Regions from separate parts of the Anas platyrhynchos genome. Here region 2 is linked to region 1. A link is a contact called in public Hi-C data. All regions are on one chromosome and are shown on one strand. Each heading gives the region's core, a stretch centred on a gene start, on an enhancer-like site or on the middle of the called end of the contact. The rest is flanking DNA. Distances are from core to core; before and after follow the strand shown. Region 1 overlaps PAG1 (phosphoprotein membrane anchor with glycosphingolipid microdomains 1). Region 2 overlaps ZNF704 (zinc finger protein 704).

Evidence for each region. Hi-C and Micro-C count contacts between places; a contact is called where the count stands out from the background.
Region 2: a Hi-C map of subcutaneous adipose tissue shows a contact between it and region 1, with 2.3 times the contacts expected there. The contact joins two enhancer-like sites. A contact is called at or near these places in 3 of 8 Hi-C or Micro-C datasets (liver, skeletal muscle and subcutaneous adipose tissue).

What each region holds. Positions count from the first base shown.
Region 1 is chr2:29,790,962-29,796,877 of IASCAAS_PekinDuck_T2T, reverse strand. The region is part of intron 3 of PAG1 (phosphoprotein membrane anchor with glycosphingolipid microdomains 1); the gene reads right to left. Among named protein-coding and RNA genes, the nearest start is that of ZNF704, 47 kb to the left of the region's middle. Within about 2 kb of position 2,152, at least 1 of the 8 cell types and tissues checked has an H3K27ac peak or open chromatin away from gene starts, as enhancers often do. A contact at or near this core is called in subcutaneous adipose tissue, where this site is marked.
Region 2 is chr2:29,866,806-29,872,721 of IASCAAS_PekinDuck_T2T, reverse strand. All of the region lies in intron 2 of ZNF704 (zinc finger protein 704), which reads right to left. Among named protein-coding and RNA genes, the nearest start is that of ZNF704, 29 kb to the right of the region's middle. Within about 2 kb of position 2,406, at least 1 of the 8 cell types and tissues checked has an H3K27ac peak or open chromatin away from gene starts, as enhancers often do. A contact at or near this core is called in subcutaneous adipose tissue, where this site is marked.

The DNA.
Region 1 (5,916 bases), core at 903-3,402:
TGGGAATAAAAAAAGCATGCCAAACATAAGACTGAATAATGACTTAAATCAACACGAGTTACTTTCAAATTTTCAGCTACATTTCTGATGGTGACAGAGAAAAAACCTTGTCAGATATTAATACAAAATATACTTTAATTGTATGTATATATTTTTGTTTATGCAAGTTTATGCATATCAAATATGTATGTACAAATGTATATATATTTCTACAGCATCAGAAGCACATTTTTTTAATAACAAATTCAATTTGGTACCAACATCATATCTGTATCAAAAACCACTATGTCACCATTTTGTTACTAAAATATTATGAGAAAAAAGTTTAATTTCTAGAAAAATGCCAGTCACATCAAAGGAAATCTGTTGAGTCAGCAGAATAAAAAACCAAGTTATTTTATTATGTAGAAAGTAATGTTTCTGTTCCCATGCAAAATTGGTTCATTGATTTCCATCATGCAGGATCAGACTTCCAGACACCTTCTAAAAAGAACCAATTCTAACCAATTTCTCCATGGTGAAAACAAATTTTAAGTTATTAATGATATTGCAGTAGCTTGAAGAGGTGAGAAACAAACATGGAATTTATTAATTTTTCTGAGGCATTCTAGCCATGTCCAATTTACCCTGGTTTGCATTTGTTGTGGGGAACAGAGAATATGAGGAATAATCTGAAAAAGACCAAAAGATGTAGAAGTTTATGAAAGAATAAAAAAGTTGCTGGTCCTAGGAAGATAGGCATCAAAGCATAGTTGAGTATTTCTGGTTTGGCCAAGCAACTGGAAAGTCAGATAATCTGTGACTTTACAAAACCCATAAATACAAAGGATGGGGAGGGAGCAGCAGGTGTCACATGTTGTCCAAGTGCTGGATATGTTTTACTCATAATTTTGAGTAGCAGTAAGTGCCCAACAGCATTTTAGTTGTCTTCTTTCTTAGTTTTCTCAATAAATAAGCATATAAATTTAGAGAACATGAATGAGGAAAAATAAAAATCCATATTTTTTTCAAATATTAGGCAAAAAAAGGTAAGAAGAATAGAGATTTCAAAGTATGTTTCTGAAAACAGAAATACGTGGTTATTTGTTTTTTGGAGCAGGCATAAAGTTGTCTTGAATGATATTTACTCTGTAGAGCAATACTGTTCTCCTGTCAAAAGACTAAGTGATATGGCAAAAGCTAACACAGCAGAAAAAGTTTCTCTACATATAAGGCTGCTGGCCTTTAAATACAGACAATACTGGAGCTAGGGAAAGCTAAGGATGCATGGTGTAAAGACACACAGGAAAGCTGCATCCCTTGAAAACTTCAGCACAATTAGGAAGTTGTGCAATGAGCAGAAGCTTTTTAAGCTGAGCTTAAAAAGAAGTGAGATCACAGAGAGAGCCAAGGGAGAGAGATGTGTGAGTGCCAAGACGTGCAAGACTGAAGCCAGAAATGAGAAACCCCACCAGGCAGAAGCCAAATGGAGGAAAGCAAATGACCAAGGACAGAAACTGTACTTGTTCTGCAGTGAAAGGCCAAGAATGCAGACACCAAAGCTTTGACTGTAAATTGAGAGAAAAAGGTCAGAAATGGTCAAGTGCTGTGGCATTTCTAGCTCCTGGAGGAGTTTGGCATCTGTGCAAAAGGACCTGGAAGCTGCTCAACAGTTCTGCTTTAAGTACAGAACAGCAACAAGTAAATATAATTATAATACAAACAAAGCATGTGTATTCATCCTGTGTTGAAGACAGCACCCTTCTCAGGCGGTGCCATCAGAGGACTCAATGCCTGTTCAATGCCTCCCAAACTATGAGGCTAAAACAGTTTTCATTCAGGCAGGTGCATTTGACACAGGAAAGCTTCTGGAAGCTGGACAAGCACCCACCAACTACCATGACCAGCGTGGGACAGAAACCTGACAGAGGACAGTGAAAATACAACGGACTCATCTGCTTCCACTTGGGCAATGCCTGGGCACTAAAAGGTTAATATGCAGTTAATATAATGGATTTTGGAGTTGCTTCAGAAGCTAGTTTTAAGCAGAAACTTACTTGCAATCATGACTATGGAACAATAAGCAGCTAATGTCAAAAATCTCCTAGACACCTGAAATGGTTAACTACTGCTTTCACAATAAAAAGTTATATTGTGCTGCCCTCTGGTGAGGCTTTCTGTTAGGGGAAAGGTATTTGTGCCTGCTGTCCTCACGGCTATGGCTCGTGTGATGGTGCTTCAGAGGTGAACAAAACCCTGCTGCTAAGGATGGAGTTTCACAGAGTCTGTCATCTGCCTGGCTCGAAAAAATATCCTGATACCACCCTTGAAAGACTGCCAGACTTGAATAGCTTAACCTTGCAGGGAGACACCGCTGGGACAGGATAATGGTCAGCTGAACTGACTTTTTTCAGTATGTGAAGATCTTTGAAGATGATTTCTGTAGTTGCACTCTTTCCAGAAAAAGGCAAGGGTATCTTTCTTCAGAAATCTCAAGTTACTAGTGACACCAAAGTCGTCGTCGTCGTCGTCGTCCCCCAAAAAAAAAAAAAAAAAAAAAAAAGACTAATAAAGACAGACCTGGGGTACCTGGATAAGAAAACTTATTTCATCTAGGGCAAAGTGCCAATGATGGCTTGTGTTCACATTTCAAAATCATTATCAGTTCAGAAAACTAATTCTTACATTATATTGAACAGAATTTCTCCTTCTTGTTGGAACTTTCTCTTGCTTTTTAGACATCAATATTTACCATTAGTGGAATCTATACAACAAAAAACACCCATAGCCATTTCTTCAAAATTGCAGTTAAATGCACAATTATGTTTGTAGTTTCAGAAAGAGGGATATTTCACTACATGACCCGCACTTTTACTGTGAATAATGTGTTGTTTTTCCTTACGAGTGCTGTAGGGATAAAGCACAGCTCAGGCATTTCAGAGTGAGGACAGAAGGGTACAACGTGCAAGCAATTTGAACGTGAGATATACAAAAGAGCGTGGGAAGGCTGCAATTTTTGGGAATGCATAGAGTGAGAACGTCAGCTCACGAGGGAGCTGCTGCAAAAGCTTGGATCGAGACCTGGACTCCTTTCAAGCCTGGGGATGGCCAGATCCTGTGCATGCAGACCCGGTGGCCTGGGAGGCACAACAGGAGATGATGGCGTGTGCCTGTGCCCACTGCCAGGGCTGAGGCTCTCCATGGGCACTTCTCCCACCAACCATGCCTTCAGTGTCTTCTCACTGCTTCTGGGCTTTGCCACCATTTCATTCATGTCCCGTTACAAACCACATTAGGCCCATGTTTCAATCAGCTTCCATGGGGAAATGGGTGGGAAAAGCCAATGGCTCCGCATTTCTGGTTTCCTTCATGAATTATAGATAGAGTCTAGGCAAGGGAAGAAATTGTTCTGACAACTGAATGACTTTGGATGTGAAAACCCAAACGCGAGAGGACAGGAGAGACACTGGGATGGCTCAGGATCACAGCTCTCTGTCCTGAGCTGTCAGACCAGGAGCTTCGTGGGCCTGCCCCTGTGTTGAGCTTCCCTCTCAGGCTGCAAGGCCTCCTCGCACTCACTTCTCCTGCCCACTTCTCCCATTGCCTGTACCTCCAGTTACTATGATAGCATCCCTAAACTATAAAACAGTTTAGTCACATCATCTGGGTTGGAAGATCCCCTCCACCCTACTAGTGCAGACCTAGGAGGGACTGGGGAGAGTGGGGAAGAAGGCCTTGGAGGTGCGAGTATCATCATGGATGTAGCTCGCTTTATCCTTTAGTGCTATCTGGAAGTGGCTCCTCAGCGTTTCCTTTCTGCAGCTTGCCACAGCTGGTGGACTCCTGATAGCAAAACTTCACACAATGCCCAAATTTTGGCATGCCATCAAGGCTACACCTGCCCCTGCATGGGCAAAATAATTCGGCCAAACTTTTCACAGGTATCTCCTACTGCAGATCATGGCATGAAGTCTGAGAATCAGAATATAGGGGGTCCTTTTGACCTCATGCCCCTGTGCTAGAAATCCTCCTATTCTCTCAGCACTGCTACACCACAGGATGTGCCCACCTTTCTACCCAGCCTGGCTCTTCTCATTAGCTCCCAGTTCCTGTCTGTCTGCTCACTACCCAATTCTGTTTGCTGCCTGAGGCAATCACCTCATTTATAAGTAGTAAAAACAATGCTAAGACAGCAATAAGCATGCATGGGTACCGAATAAAGTAAGTACAAAGACATGGAAATTTTATCAAAAAGCAAAAATTCAGATAATTCACAGGCATTTCTACATTAAAATAGATGACACTATAGAACAGCCTGAATACAAAAACATTATCCTTGCTTTAAATTGGTGCTAGGTACGTAAGAGTAATTGCACACTATTAGATGTTTCTGGAGACAACAGGCGACAGGACTGCTGTTTACACTGAGGTCCTGCTTGCAGAAACTCTCCCTACACCACCATGCTACCAGAATCAAGACTGAGGCTTCTGCAAATGCACTGTAGAAAAGTTGTATGACCAATCTGTGCTAGTTTTTCTGCACCTGTCTTATGGTGTTTCAGCTTCTAGCTGATTATATTTAGAGCCAGTACTGAACTATGCAAACATTAAGACCAAGATCACGTTTTTCAGTGTCTAATGTATTTCACTTTTGGGGTTGGTGTGCACTAAATCAGAACAAATCCTTCCCTATGACAGATTAACGCTCTCCTAGTGCAGTTGCATTTTGAGCTACTTGGCTTGGCAGCACCCATGTAACTGGAACAGTTGAAAACAAAAAGACACGTCTTATTGCAAGCAGTCGGGAACTGCTACAGCAGACCAGATGTGCACATAATTAAGGGCTGGTCCTGAAAGCCTGATGCTGGAAGGAATTACTGACATGGACTATAGCACTGCTGTAGGCTGTCAGATGAGCCTTGCTGAGGCTGTGCGTGCCGTAAGCCTTCAAAAAAGCTCACGTTTCTGCTTTGTGAAACAGCAGAATGATGAGGTCCTGATCTAATCCCCCACTGTATCTACTTTTACAGAAATCACTGCTGGCTTATCAAAGATCTGTGTGTGCTCTATAATGCAAAAACAGACCCCAGACAAAACCAAGCAGTCCCAAACTACCAGTCACTTTTAACCCTTTTTAAGCATTAACATCCCCCAAAGAGAAACCAAGTATCTCTGAAACCATCTATCTGAGGCATCAAAGAAATCATTTAAAAAGGCCTGTGTCTCAGTAAATGCTGACCTACACTGCCACCTGCACTCAACCCACCCGTGCCGTGTCAGACCTTGTCACCTCAAGGTCAACGTATTCAAAGTTGAACTGACTTCTGCATTTTGCTCTCTATTCCTATTAGAATTTTAGCAATTCACAAACTCAGAGCCACCACCAAATATCTTTTCTTTCCTTACGTATTGCTCCCAATTCCACAACCTCCAGGCACAGAACATCATAAAATCTCCCTTCTGCCGCTTCCAATTCTGCATCAGAAACTTGTACCTCTGCCTCAGGTATATTCCAGCTGGAGCAATATCACGCCGTGCTTCCTCGCTTCCCTCTGCCTGGCCTTCCTCCTTCTGCTCACTTCTTCACAGCCTGCCTCCCCTGTGAAGCTCCCGTTTCCCAACCCTCCCTATGCTCCCAGTGGTCCTAATTGCACACAAGCCTGCATCGTAGGCATTTCCTCCTCCTCAGAAAGACATTCTGGAAAGCGGCAAAAATCAGGACAGTTACATGAACAATTAGCACATGAATTCAAGAGCTTGCTTCAAGTCAGCAGAATAATTTCTATAAAAATGGTGGAGAAGTTTAGAAAGTAAGAGTGTTTATTATTCAGAAAACAAGAGCAAGGTTTTCTAGCAGACTGTAGAACAGGATTTTCAAAGGAGGGTGAGCATAATTGTATGTGAATGTGACTGTGTCCCAGCAAAGTAGAGCCTGCA
Region 2 (5,916 bases), core at 1,157-3,656, 76 kb before region 1:
ATGTGGAAAATATTACGCTCCCTTTCCCAGAAAACAAATGCTGGATTCAGTTTCCAGAACCTGTTACTTCTGTTCCCACTCGACAGTGCCAGCAGGCTCACCTACTTATCCCGCTCACCCATCCCATGGAGCTACTCAACGTGACCGGCCATGGAGCTCGTGCAACCTTCTTCACTGGAAGGAAGACAGATTTACCTTCTATGTTGAAACTGGAAGAACCCAGGCCAGGAAAATAAACAAACAAGTAAATAAAGCCACCAAAAAATGTTGATGCTTAAAGGGCACGGTCCTCAGATTCCTGTCACGCAGTATCAAAGCCACAGGCATCCTGACTCTCCGCCTGCGCTGTTCCCACGGGTTGTGCCACCGCTATCTGGGGCTTGCCCCTTCCCAGCCCCAACCCCACCACCCAGCTCCTGGGGGGACATCAGGCCCTTGCCCCAGCCTAAAAGACAGGAGGTGCATCCCCATGAAATGGGACGTTCATTCCAGAAGGAGGAATCCTGCATCTGGCATTTGTTTTCACCTTTGTTCACACAATTTGTATTAAACTGTTGGATAAAGGGCGTCCCTTCCAGTCACCACGAGACTGTTCTTCACCATGGAAAAGGATGGAGAGCAAAAGAAAACAAACTGGGGAGGGAAGTCTGAATTATCCTCCATACCCACAGGAATACAGGTAGGGAGCAATGGATGTAAAAAGCAGTGAGGGAGGTTTCAGCTCGAGTTGGAAAATATTTTGGCATGAAAACATTTAAACCCTGGAATTGACTACCCTTCATAATTATGACCTGTCAATAATTAACAACTTTTAAGAACAGATTTGACAAACAGTTATCAAAAGGGATACATAGAGCTGATCTCGATAGGGGGGCCAGAGAAGACCTACATGACCTGCAGAGGGCCTTCTAAGCCCTGATTTTGTTGTTCCAACGCTATAAACCAGAATATGCCAATATCTATCATATTAACATCTTCTAAACATATCTCTGAGTCAAAAATATTTAAGCTTCTACTGTAATAAGTGAGCAATTATTTGGCATAGATGATGAGACAGGAAATCTGGCAACGCACCAGAAGCAAAACACGCAGCCATGCATCTCCTGAAAGCCAGAGTTTGGAAAAGTACTCAACATATTTTTTAAACAGAACGTGGTACTTGTTTAAGGTTGTAAAAATCTGTTCAAATATTTTTCATTAAAGCTGCAGCAGTTCCGTCAATAAGAAAAGGCTCTAAGGTAAAGGCAGTTTTCCCATCAAGACAAACTCCTCGGCATCTGCAGGCACTCTCCCACCGATTCTTCTACCTCCCCACTAAAATATAATTTCTGTATCAGCTATGCACTTACATTTGTGCAGAACCAGCATAATGAGGTCCCTGTACTCCCGTGCATGGGCTCCTATAAAGGTCTGGAGATAACCGTGCACATTTGAGGCTCAAGTATAGCGAAAACAGAAAACAAGTCATTAAAGCTTGCAATACATATTGACAAAAGCAGTTTAAGACCAGAGGCAATTTGCCATCTATTCGTAATGATTGCTGCTCTCCATGCTTTGTGTTGTCTTGTGGTTGGCTCATTTCCCCATCCATGCTTACAAAGGGCATGCTGTTCATGGCCCCGCCACCGACGTTACCAAGTTTTAACTACCCTGGTGGCGAGTTAGCACTTTACAGAAATACATCCTAGCGTGTACATAGCATTTCCTAAGTAAGTGAAGGTTTGTTACCTTCAGCTAGATCTCAGAACTGAAAAAACTCACCACCAGACAAAGCAGACTTGAAGTTTGGTCTGTTGCTCACTGCTTAGAATAGATTTTTTTCACCTCATGAACAAAAAATAGATATAATCAGCTTATGTAACAGATGTTGATAATTTTACAAAAATAGTAGCGAAAAATGATGATTGGGCTCAGGTATTCAGTTGGCTTGCTTTTTCTCCCCCAGCTACTTCCTTCCCTCCACGAGCTCACACTGCTATTTGCAGCCTTCCTTTCCACTGCGTTAGGGCAGGCAAAGGTTAGCTGGACATTGTCCATGCACACAAATATACTCAGCATATAATATGGGAAGAGGAGCTTTTAACAATGCAATTCCTTAGTTCAGCTCAATATAATTTATCCCAAGCGTTGCTTATGTAACATATCATAAAAGCACGGGGAAAGACTAATTTTAGAGTATTTGGAACTGCATCTTTTGAACAAAGCTAATGGTGAAGAGGAAGAAAAATGTATTCCTCACTGGAACTGAGGAGAAGGATTTAGAAGCGCAACTGTGAAAAATGTGAAGTATTTGAAAGAGGGTGAGGTCTGGAGCTTCACTTGTTTTTTAAGGGATGGTTGGAGCAGAGGCATACCCACAACAGGAGCAGGAAGGGGAGAACAAGTGGGAGGAACAGAGCATGCAGCGATGGATGGGTACGTGGGAAGCTGTACAGCGCAGTGAGTCAACAGCAGGCTTTGCGAAGTAGGAGGGCAGTTCTAGGCCAAATGCTTAGTAAGTTAGCATGGTATCAAGGGATACATTTAGCTTGGACAGGCTTTAATTTAAGAAGCTTGTAAGAAGCAGAAACATATAACAGCTTGATATTTGCCGCTGGGTGTAGGGATGGGAAGAAGGGCAGCTTGGTTTAAGTCTGACTAAAGATTTTCTTTTCTGTATTTCCTATTTTTATCTATTTGATATCAGGTAAACAAAGCCTACTCCTAGGAGCACTAGAGCCAACAGCAGTTTAAAATGAGGCACTAAAGGATGCTGATGAATCACAGCATCAGTGCCAATGCATTCAGCGCCTCCCCAGCCGTACCTGAGCCGTCCCTTCTACCCCAGGGAAAGGTCTCAGACAAAATGAGAGCAGCCCACCGTGGAGGCTCAGCTGCAACCACAAATCCCTGTCCTGAAGGAGGAAACCCCAGCGTTGTGGGGTAGTGCCAGCAGGCAGGACCACTGCTGCCTCCTCAGTGATGTCTCGCAGCAGCTACGTCCTTCCCTGGCTTGTCATTTCAGCTCCACGCTGTATACAAACTGCCTCGCCAATCCCTCTGCCACAGTAACGACAGGCAAACTTAATTAGTACTGCGAACAGTTTGGATGTCTGCACAACAGGTTGCCAAAAAAAAAAAAAAAAAGAGAAAAGAAAAAAGATAACTAAGAACATTTGTTGCATAATGTAATTCAAAGCTTCTATCTGTAGGACCAGTACAAGCCGTGTTTATTAATGTCACACATTATGTCTTAATTTGAAACATAAGCGAGAGCTTGTTTTTGTACTGCTTTAATTTCAATGATCTATTATAGAAGTATAGCATATAAGCAGTTTATTTTTGTAAGACCAGTTTTATACATCCAACGCAGATTTTCTCTCCAAGCTTCTTACTCAGACCAAAACATAACAAAATGACAAAATCGCTGCATTTCTCTGCATTTATTTGCTTTAGGGACTGGCAACAGAAAGCAATGTATCTTCATCATACTTAGAATTTCTGTAAACATCACGAGGAAATACACACCACAAGCCACAAATAAGTGTAACCACAAGCCTTTTTACGTGACCTGTTTTAAAGGGTTAGATCAATTAGATTTTTACTATTGCTGTTATTATTAGAAGTATTCCTGTGATCTAGAAGCACTCTGACTAGGGCAGAAAGGTTAAGTATCAGCAAGATGTGTCTGAGGATAACCAGGGATGAGTGCGTGTCACACAGACGCAAGCTCACCCACTGGTATTATATAAATATCCTCACAGATCATGTGGATACACATACACACACTCACCCAGAAAAACATTCAATGGCTACTCTGCACTTACTATCGGAGTAACACATCCGTAATCACAGAATCATTGAGGCTGGAAAAGACCTCCAGGATCATCTGGTCCAACCATCCCCCTACCACCACTGCCACCCACTAAGCCATGTCCCTAAGCACCACATCCAACCTCTCCTTGAGCAGCCCCAGAGACAGTGACCACCACCTCCCTGGGCAACCCGTCCCAGTGCCTGACTGCTCGTTCTGACAGAAATGTCTCCTCATTTCCAACCTGAACCTCCCCTGGCACAACTTGAGGCCATTCCCTCTACTCCTATCGCTAGTTACCTGTGAGAAGAGGCTGACCCCCTTGCTCTCAGGTAGCTGTAGATAAAAAATAGCGATACGCAGTAAGGTCTAATCCTGGAGTTAAGGGCCCAGTGACAACGAGCAACCCCTGTAACTCTGCCAAAAAAACTGAAGGATACTGAGAAGTAAGAGACCACATGGGCACGGCTATGGCCCCCTCCAGCTGAGGTGCTCCAGCAAGCCCTGGGCCCATTAACAACACTGGAGGGGATTTCAGGCCAGTGACTCTCAGGAGTTCGGAAGTAAGGAAAATCGGTCAAAATGTTCTTTTTACATCACCAGTGCTTGAGCTGGGCCCTGGAGCAGATGACCACCAGAGGTCTTTTTTGGCTTCAGCCAACCTGTCAGAAAGTGGCATCAAACCATTTTTAATGGGCACCTTTCAGCAGAAGGGAACACAAGAAGGCCACACATGCCCTCCTCTCGGCCTCTTCCTTCCCCCCCCAGGCAGCCGCCATGTTCACAGAGCTCCGTAAGCAGCTTTGCAGGGAGCAGTAACCAACTTTTCTTGTTATTTTGTTGAAACCTTCACTTAGTTCTTCACTGCCTCCCTCAGCTTCATGGAAGGAATCGGATATTCAGGGGGAAAGCAAGAGAAACAATCCAAATCAAGATAAAGGGGGAAAAGGCACAAGCAGTGAGCTTAAAAGTCTGGGATATGGGACAAAGAATGGCTTTAGTATACCAACTTAAGTAAAAGGCTACGAAGTATTTAAATTTTTGTGGCTTTGTTTGTTTTTGTTTTTCAATAGGAAAGCATTACCTAAACATAGGCTTTATTTCATTACAAACAGTAAATGACAACAGCTTAGTCCCACAAAACAAGGGTAAGTTCAGTGACTGACATCCCTGAAGATGAGATGTGTGGGATCCTGAAGGTGAAAGAGGTCTGAACTGCGAGCGTGGCCACCAGCAGCAGCTGGATGTTTTAGCATGTTCAAGGCAACAGCTCTTTCTAAATGTCCCACATAAAATGGCATTGGAAATAGCTCTGCTGACCATAATGTGGGACATCTGCTGATGGTGGAAATAGCACCCTCTGCGCTTCCTCAGGCAGCCAAGATATTAAACTGTGCGTAGCAAAACAAATCAAATAAGCAGCAATGGCATTATAATACAGCCTATTAAAAGCATCAGTTGGCTAGTTACTCCGTTTACCATCTTGAATACTGCTGTTACCCCAAACATCCATTTTCTCTTCCTGTGTCAACATGGTAGCAGCTTCAATGCGATGTGCCAGTGTTAACGCTGCCGAGAGCAATCGTGCCCCTAGGACAAGACAGTTTGGGAGCCCAGCTGCATCTGGGCTTCTGGTATGCTCCTTGAGAGAAGCAAGGGCAACCGTCAGACACACAGAGTTTATGATGACGTATAAATAATAAAAAAGAAACACTCTGCCATTGTGTTCTGGCAATGTTATTCCATATATTTTACTCCGGCTTCCTAAGGAGTCTGTTTTGAAAATGTGGTTGTTGAACAATTTCATAGACACAGCTACTAACAGTGAATGTTTTAACTCAAAATAACTTATCTTTCTAAACACCAGTTCTACGGAAAGTGTAAACATACATTTGCTGGGGAACGTTAAATCTTTTTAGCAAGATATGTCATCTCACCTACTTTCACTGTATGGATGGAGCAGAAAGGTGCTACAGGATTTACTTTTCTCTAGGACCAGTCAAAACACAAGTTCACGTTTCACCCATAGCTTCCTCCTGGTTTGCCAAAGATGCTCAGTTCACTGAAGGCCCAAAGTTACTTGGTAGACTTGGCATTGCATCAACAGCAGGATTTCCTATGAC